Linked DNA regions of Muntiacus reevesi: region 2 is linked to region 1. The links are chromatin contacts, called in public Hi-C maps. All regions are on one chromosome and are shown on one strand. Each heading gives the region's core, a stretch centred on a gene start, on an enhancer-like site or on the middle of the called end of the contact. The rest is flanking DNA. Distances are from core to core; before and after follow the strand shown. Region 1 holds the start of SMUG1 (single-strand-selective monofunctional uracil-DNA glycosylase 1). Region 2 holds the start of HOXC5 (homeobox C5).

The links. Hi-C and Micro-C count contacts between places; a contact is called where the count stands out from the background.
Region 2: a contact with region 1 is called in a Hi-C map of blood, with 2.5 times the contacts expected there. The contact joins the promoter of HOXC5 here to the promoter of SMUG1 in region 1. A contact is called at or near these places in 2 of 3 Hi-C or Micro-C datasets (blood and muscle).

What each region holds. Positions count from the first base shown.
Region 1 is chr4:142,231,013-142,233,864 of mMunRee1.1, reverse strand. SMUG1 (single-strand-selective monofunctional uracil-DNA glycosylase 1) reads right to left here and starts at 1,499. Exons shown (of 3, transcript XM_065934255.1): 1 at 1,461-1,499.
Region 2 is chr4:142,372,490-142,375,341 of mMunRee1.1, reverse strand. It overlaps HOXC5 (homeobox C5), which reads left to right and starts at 1,401. Exons shown (of 2, transcript XM_065934271.1): 1 at 1,401-1,854; 2 at 2,554-2,852. The coding sequence starts at 1,401. The coding sequence ends at 2,768. All of the region lies in intron 1 of HOXC4 (homeobox C4), which reads left to right.

The sequences.
Region 1 (2,852 bases), core at 250-2,749:
TGCTTCTGAGTGTTTGCCAGGCTCTGGGCACGTTTCCATCATATCTGGGCCTCCCACAGGGCAGGGATCATGGTTCTTCTCCCTCTTAACCCCATGTGCAGGTCAAGAGTAGCCTCTTCCCCCAGATGGGATCACAAGGTTGACACAACAGCTTGATCCATCAACCTGTTCTCTGACCCTAGCCTTGGCAAAGTGGGAAAGAAAGAGAAAAAAAATCTTAACTATGCTCCAACATAATATAAAAATTTAAAAAGTCAGGGCTAAACTTAGGAAATCCTTCCCTAGACTGCTCTGTCCAGGTGGCTACCCAGGGCCAGCTGGACTCAAACAGAGGCTGAGAAGGGAGCTGTGGAGAGCTCAGCTGTCTCCAGGGCCCACACAGTGCCAACGCTAGCAGACTGTCTGCTCCAAGTCTGGCATCTCTCTTGGGTCTTAACGTTGAGCCTACCTTTGATCTTTAGGGACCCATCCTGAAGACAGCAAGGCCAGGGACACACAGAAGAGTGACAAGACCTTATTTTCAGTGTTCTAGAATTTCAAAGCCTGATCAGAAGGCAAGAGCTACAGGCTGTGTGTCAACTGACTCTAATTCTAGTCCCGGTTTCATCTCTAAGATTCTCTTAAGCAAGTCATTTAACTGTCTTCTCTATGAGATGAAAATCAAAATTCCCATCCAACCTACCACCAGCTGTTAACTCATTTTTTCCCCCTAATATTAATGAGTCTCTTACATGATAGGCTTTGTGGTAGTCTTTTGGTGGGAGAGAAATCCAAAATGAAAAAGCGACTCATAAACGACTGTGACATGGCAGATAAACAACTGTAATACACTGTGACATACTGTGATTCCAGTTTTAATGTCCTGAACAAAACACCATAGAAGCCCAAAGGAGAAACCAGGAAGTTCTATGTAAAGTCACCCACGGGTAGAGATCAAGAAATGTCTGTTTCTGAAATCACTGATAAATTACAGAGTCACATTAAGCACAAGTGGAGGGTGATCCACCGGTCAGTCTGGCCACCTAGGCTCTCTGGCACTAAAACACAGTAAAGGCAGAAGGAATCCAAGACACTGTCCATTCCCGTGTGCCTTGGGGGCACTTCAGGAATCCACAAGGACAATCAGCAAATCCTTAAAACCAATAATGATAACAATAATACTGATAGAGCATGGACCCAGAACTAGGATCCTCCTAGTTCGAGGGGATCCTTACACAAGTAAGGATCCACAAGAAATCTCCACGTCCGCCCGCGGGCTCCGCCCGACGGGAAAGCCTCGTCTCAGCAGGTCTCCGGGGCGGTTCCATGGGCTCGGTTCTCTCTGCGCCGGGCGAGCCCCTGACGGAGAGAGGGGCCCCGAAACACAGACATTTCCACTCTCCACCTGTCACCTCCGGCTAGCCCGGGGAGCCCTAGCCCGCCCCCCAACGCCCCAGGTTCCCAGACTCCTACTTCCTCACCTGGTCCAGCGCCCCATCCGGTTTCCGGTTCCTTTTCCCACCCCCAACCCCCGCCGGGCGCAGAGGACCATGGGAGTTGTAGTCCACTTTGTTTAGGGAAAGAGATTGGCATAGCTGCCGCCACTTCCGCCGGAAATACTCAAATTCCCGGAAAGTGTGCTAAGTTCGCAGTAAGTAACTCTGGGGGTTGTAGTTTATTCTTTACACCAGGGCTAAATCCAGACGACTTGAGAAGTGAGAAGCTAAGCTCAGTAAGGACCTTGACGATTCTGGGCTCTACATCACCTTTCCAAAAGTTCATACACTTTCCCCAAAGGGATTGTGAATCAAGGATCAACTATCTGCAGTCTCTTAACTCACCTGAGGGTATTAACAACAGCTATTTCTAGCCCTCCTGCTGCTCCAGATATGAGACCTCTCCTAAAAAAAAAAAAAGAGAGAGAGAGACCTCTCCTATGCAGCCCTCCAAGGACTGTATATAGAACACCCCCCCACACACACACACACAAAAAAACAAAGAACACCCACGAAAGCACTCTGGCATCTCTAATTAAACTCGGAATCGGGTGGAGAGGGAGGTGGGAGGGGGGATCGGGATGGGGAAAACGTGTAACTCTATGGCTGATTCATATCAATGTATGACAAAACCCACTGAAAAAAAAATAAAAAACAAAAACAAACAAACAAAAAAACTCCTTAGTAATAACTTTGAGACTCTTATATCCCTCATTACTGTCCAAGCCCCTGTCTCCACAGCTTTACCATTTCACTTCTCCCCCTCCTCGGCCCTGCTGTCTACCCAGCCCTATTACCTTCCACCCTTCCCAGTCCTACCTCTGGGAATACTCTGTCCAGGACACCTTCCTTGACCAATTCTATGGCTGCATCTAACAGTTCATTCACTCCCACCTTCCCAACCCAATACTAATATCCAAAGTTGTCCCACTCCTAGCTTTGTTCTTGTCCTGTGGCTGGATCTGTTTCTGTGTCCTGACTATAATATTGTCATTAGACTGGAAACCCCATAAGGTCAGTTATCTTGTAGATTCTTCCCATCCCCACCCCCTGAATGCCCCAGCACAGCCATGACTGAGATCAGAGGAAAGCAGTCTCCCTGCAGGTGGAGACCAATGAATCCCAGAAGAGGAAGAGGTGAGAGAACAAGGATGCTACCCGCTTCTCTAGCCTCCCCTGCTCTCCTGCTGCTGCTAAGTCACTTCAGTCGTGTCTGACTCTGTGCGACCCCATACACGGCAGCCCACCAGGCTCCCCCGTCCCTGGGATTCTCCAGGCAAGAACACTGGAGTGGGTTGCCATTTCCTTCTCCAATCCCCTGCTCTCCTACCAACAGACAAAAACCTAAAGGGTGCAGCAGGAGCTTCAGAGAGCTGT
Region 2 (2,852 bases), core at 152-2,651, 140 kb before region 1:
GCAGGAAAGAATAAGACTTGGGGCTAGGGGAGGGGGGTCGGAAAGGGGCCGAATGGCTGCCGAGGCCCTGGTGTCAGGCTGTGAAGGTAGCCCAGGCGCCTGCCCTGCCCACCCCCATCCCCCTGCCCCAGCCAGGTCCTTTGGGAGACCTCCAGATAGCTCAGAAATTGCTCTCCCTTGGACCTCCTGAACCCAGGTCCTTGGAAAGCCTAGTTCAGACGCCTTTTCTCCAAAGGGCACAAAACAGGCCTCTTCCTTTGCCCTGCTCATATAATATTTGTGGAAGCTTGGATTTTGCTTCTCCATGCCCTCAATGAACATATATTTTCCACCCAAAATACTTGGCATGGGTACCACACGAGGGTCATACACAGGGATGCAGAGCAGTCCTCCAGTTCATTGTGTCTGATTCTTTACCTATGCAGCTAGCCACTCACCCACCCCCACACACAATTGAAAATTGCCTTGATGTCACTCTGGAGTCCCTGGCATGATGAGGAGGACTGCCTATCTTCCCCTGGTTCCTTACCTCCAGGCTCACCCCAAAGTCCCCAGCAATCTTAATCCCAAGAGCCCTCTATCTAGCTCTGTCCACCCAGGACCACTCTTCATGGGCATCCTGTCTACCTCTCCAGAGGCTGGGTTCACTTTCTCAGTCTGATAGGCACCTCCTCAGTGGTATCAGGGCTCTGGGGCCTCAAAGGAAAGGCACCTGGACCCTTGATTTAGAGAACCTGAGATAAGGCACCTCCAACCTGGGTTGGGGCTCTCCTACCTCAATCCCCTTCTCAGCCATTTTTGAACATTGAAACTCCCTGGGGTTGTGGAGGATGGGACTATCCGTTACCAAAAAACGCTCTGCGCACCCTGGTGAAGCCTTATCTCCCGTTAAAATTAAATACAATTTAAAAGGCCATTTCTGGAGTTTATTGCAGCAACACCCAGCTTCTCTACAGGGTAGAAAATCCAGAGAGGCCTGAAGGCCAGCCAGCGAGCCAGGATGCAATTCCTCCAAGTAAGCACCAGGTGTCGCTGTGGGCTTGTTGTCCCGGCTACCCCCCAATTCCAAGAACCATTTTTTTTTTCTCCCCCTTCTCTTTTTCTCTCTCTCTCACTCCCTCTCCCCCTTGGTTGGGCTTTGCCAACATATCAAGATGCGTTTCGCCGGCTTCCATCACTAACCTCCCGGAGGTCATCAAGCCAAATTTATGAGTGGCCGCTCGAGTCACGTGACTCTATTTAAGGCTCCCTTATTTGGGAAGAGCGCATAGGATAAAGAAAGAGATATCTCCACCTATAAATTGTGCACTTTGGAGAACAAAAAACCCCTCAACTTCAAAGAGTCACAAATCACCCTTAATCAAAAAGGGTGCAGAAATTTTTTTTGGGCCCTCCCCGCCATGAGCTCCTACGTAGCCAATTCATTCTATAAGCAGAGCCCCAATATCCCTGCCTATAACATGCAAACTTGTGGGAACTATGGATCGGCCTCAGAGGTGCAGGCATCCAGGTACTGCTACGGCGGATTGGACTTAAGCATCACTTTCCCACCGCCTGCGCCTTCCAACTCTCTCCACGGGGTAGACATGGCTGCCAACCCCCGGGCTCACCCCGACCGCCCCGCCTGCAGCGCCGCAGCCGCTCCGGGACACGCTCTGGGCAGAGATGAAGCGGCTCCTCTGAACCCCGGGATGTACAGTCAGAAGGCGGCTCGCCCAGCGCTGGAGGAGCGAGCTAAGAGCAGTGGGGAGATCAAAGAGGAGCAGGCGCAGACAGGGCAGCCTGCCGGACTGAGCCAGCCACCGGCCGCGCCACAGATTTACCCGTGGATGACCAAACTGCACATGAGCCACGGTAAACTTTAGGACTTCATTTTGCGCGCTCGGGTCCGCCTGGGTTTTATAGGCCATGCGGGGCAAATAAAGAAAAAAAACCTGCGGCCATAAATTTTACGATCCAGGCATCAATGGCTCGTAAAACTGTCCACTAAAAGGCTTAGAGGCTGTGTGCGCCCAAATTTACGACGACATAATTGGATCATAGGAACAAAACGTGTATAAAAGGCAATATTCAATTTTTGGGGGAGAGGGAGGGAGTTAAAAAAATAGAGGGATCTGAAGGGTGAGGAGCGCGGGGCTCCAGAGCGGGGATCCCCCCGCGGTCCCTCCTCCCTCCCCTGCGGAGTCGGCTCGGCCGCCGCTTGAGGCTCCGGAGGATTCCAGCGACTCGGGAGGGGCGGGAGGGGGGTCCCCGGTGCTCGGATCTCGAGGGTGCTTATTGTTCGGTCCGAGCCTGGGTCTCCCTCTCCCCCCAACCCCCAGCCCCTCCGGCTGCTGAGTGAAGGCTGCGGCGGAAAGTTTCCTGCCTGGGCGGAGGCTCCTCTCCCGGGGCCAGGCTGGGCTGGGCCGGGCCCGCCTGCGGCCCGCCGGGCCTGTCCGGCCCCGCTCGCGTCTTCTCCCTCTGGCCGCGGGTGGGGGCCTGGGGCTGGGATGGGGACGCTGGGGTGCTGCACGCTATTCACCCCTTCCTGGCTTGGGGGGGTTTATATTCCAGAGACGGACGGCAAGCGGTCCCGAACCAGTTACACGCGCTACCAGACTCTGGAACTAGAAAAAGAATTCCACTTTAACCGCTACCTCACTCGCCGCAGGCGCATAGAGATCGCCAACAACTTGTGTCTCAACGAGAGACAGATCAAGATCTGGTTCCAGAACCGCAGGATGAAGTGGAAGAAAGATTCCAAAATGAAAAGCAAAGAGGCTCTCTAGAGGCATCGGGGAGGCCCGCCGAGAGCACCCCGAGCCCGCTTCGGTCCCGCGCCTTTCCCTGTCGGTTTTTCCTCTCTAGATATC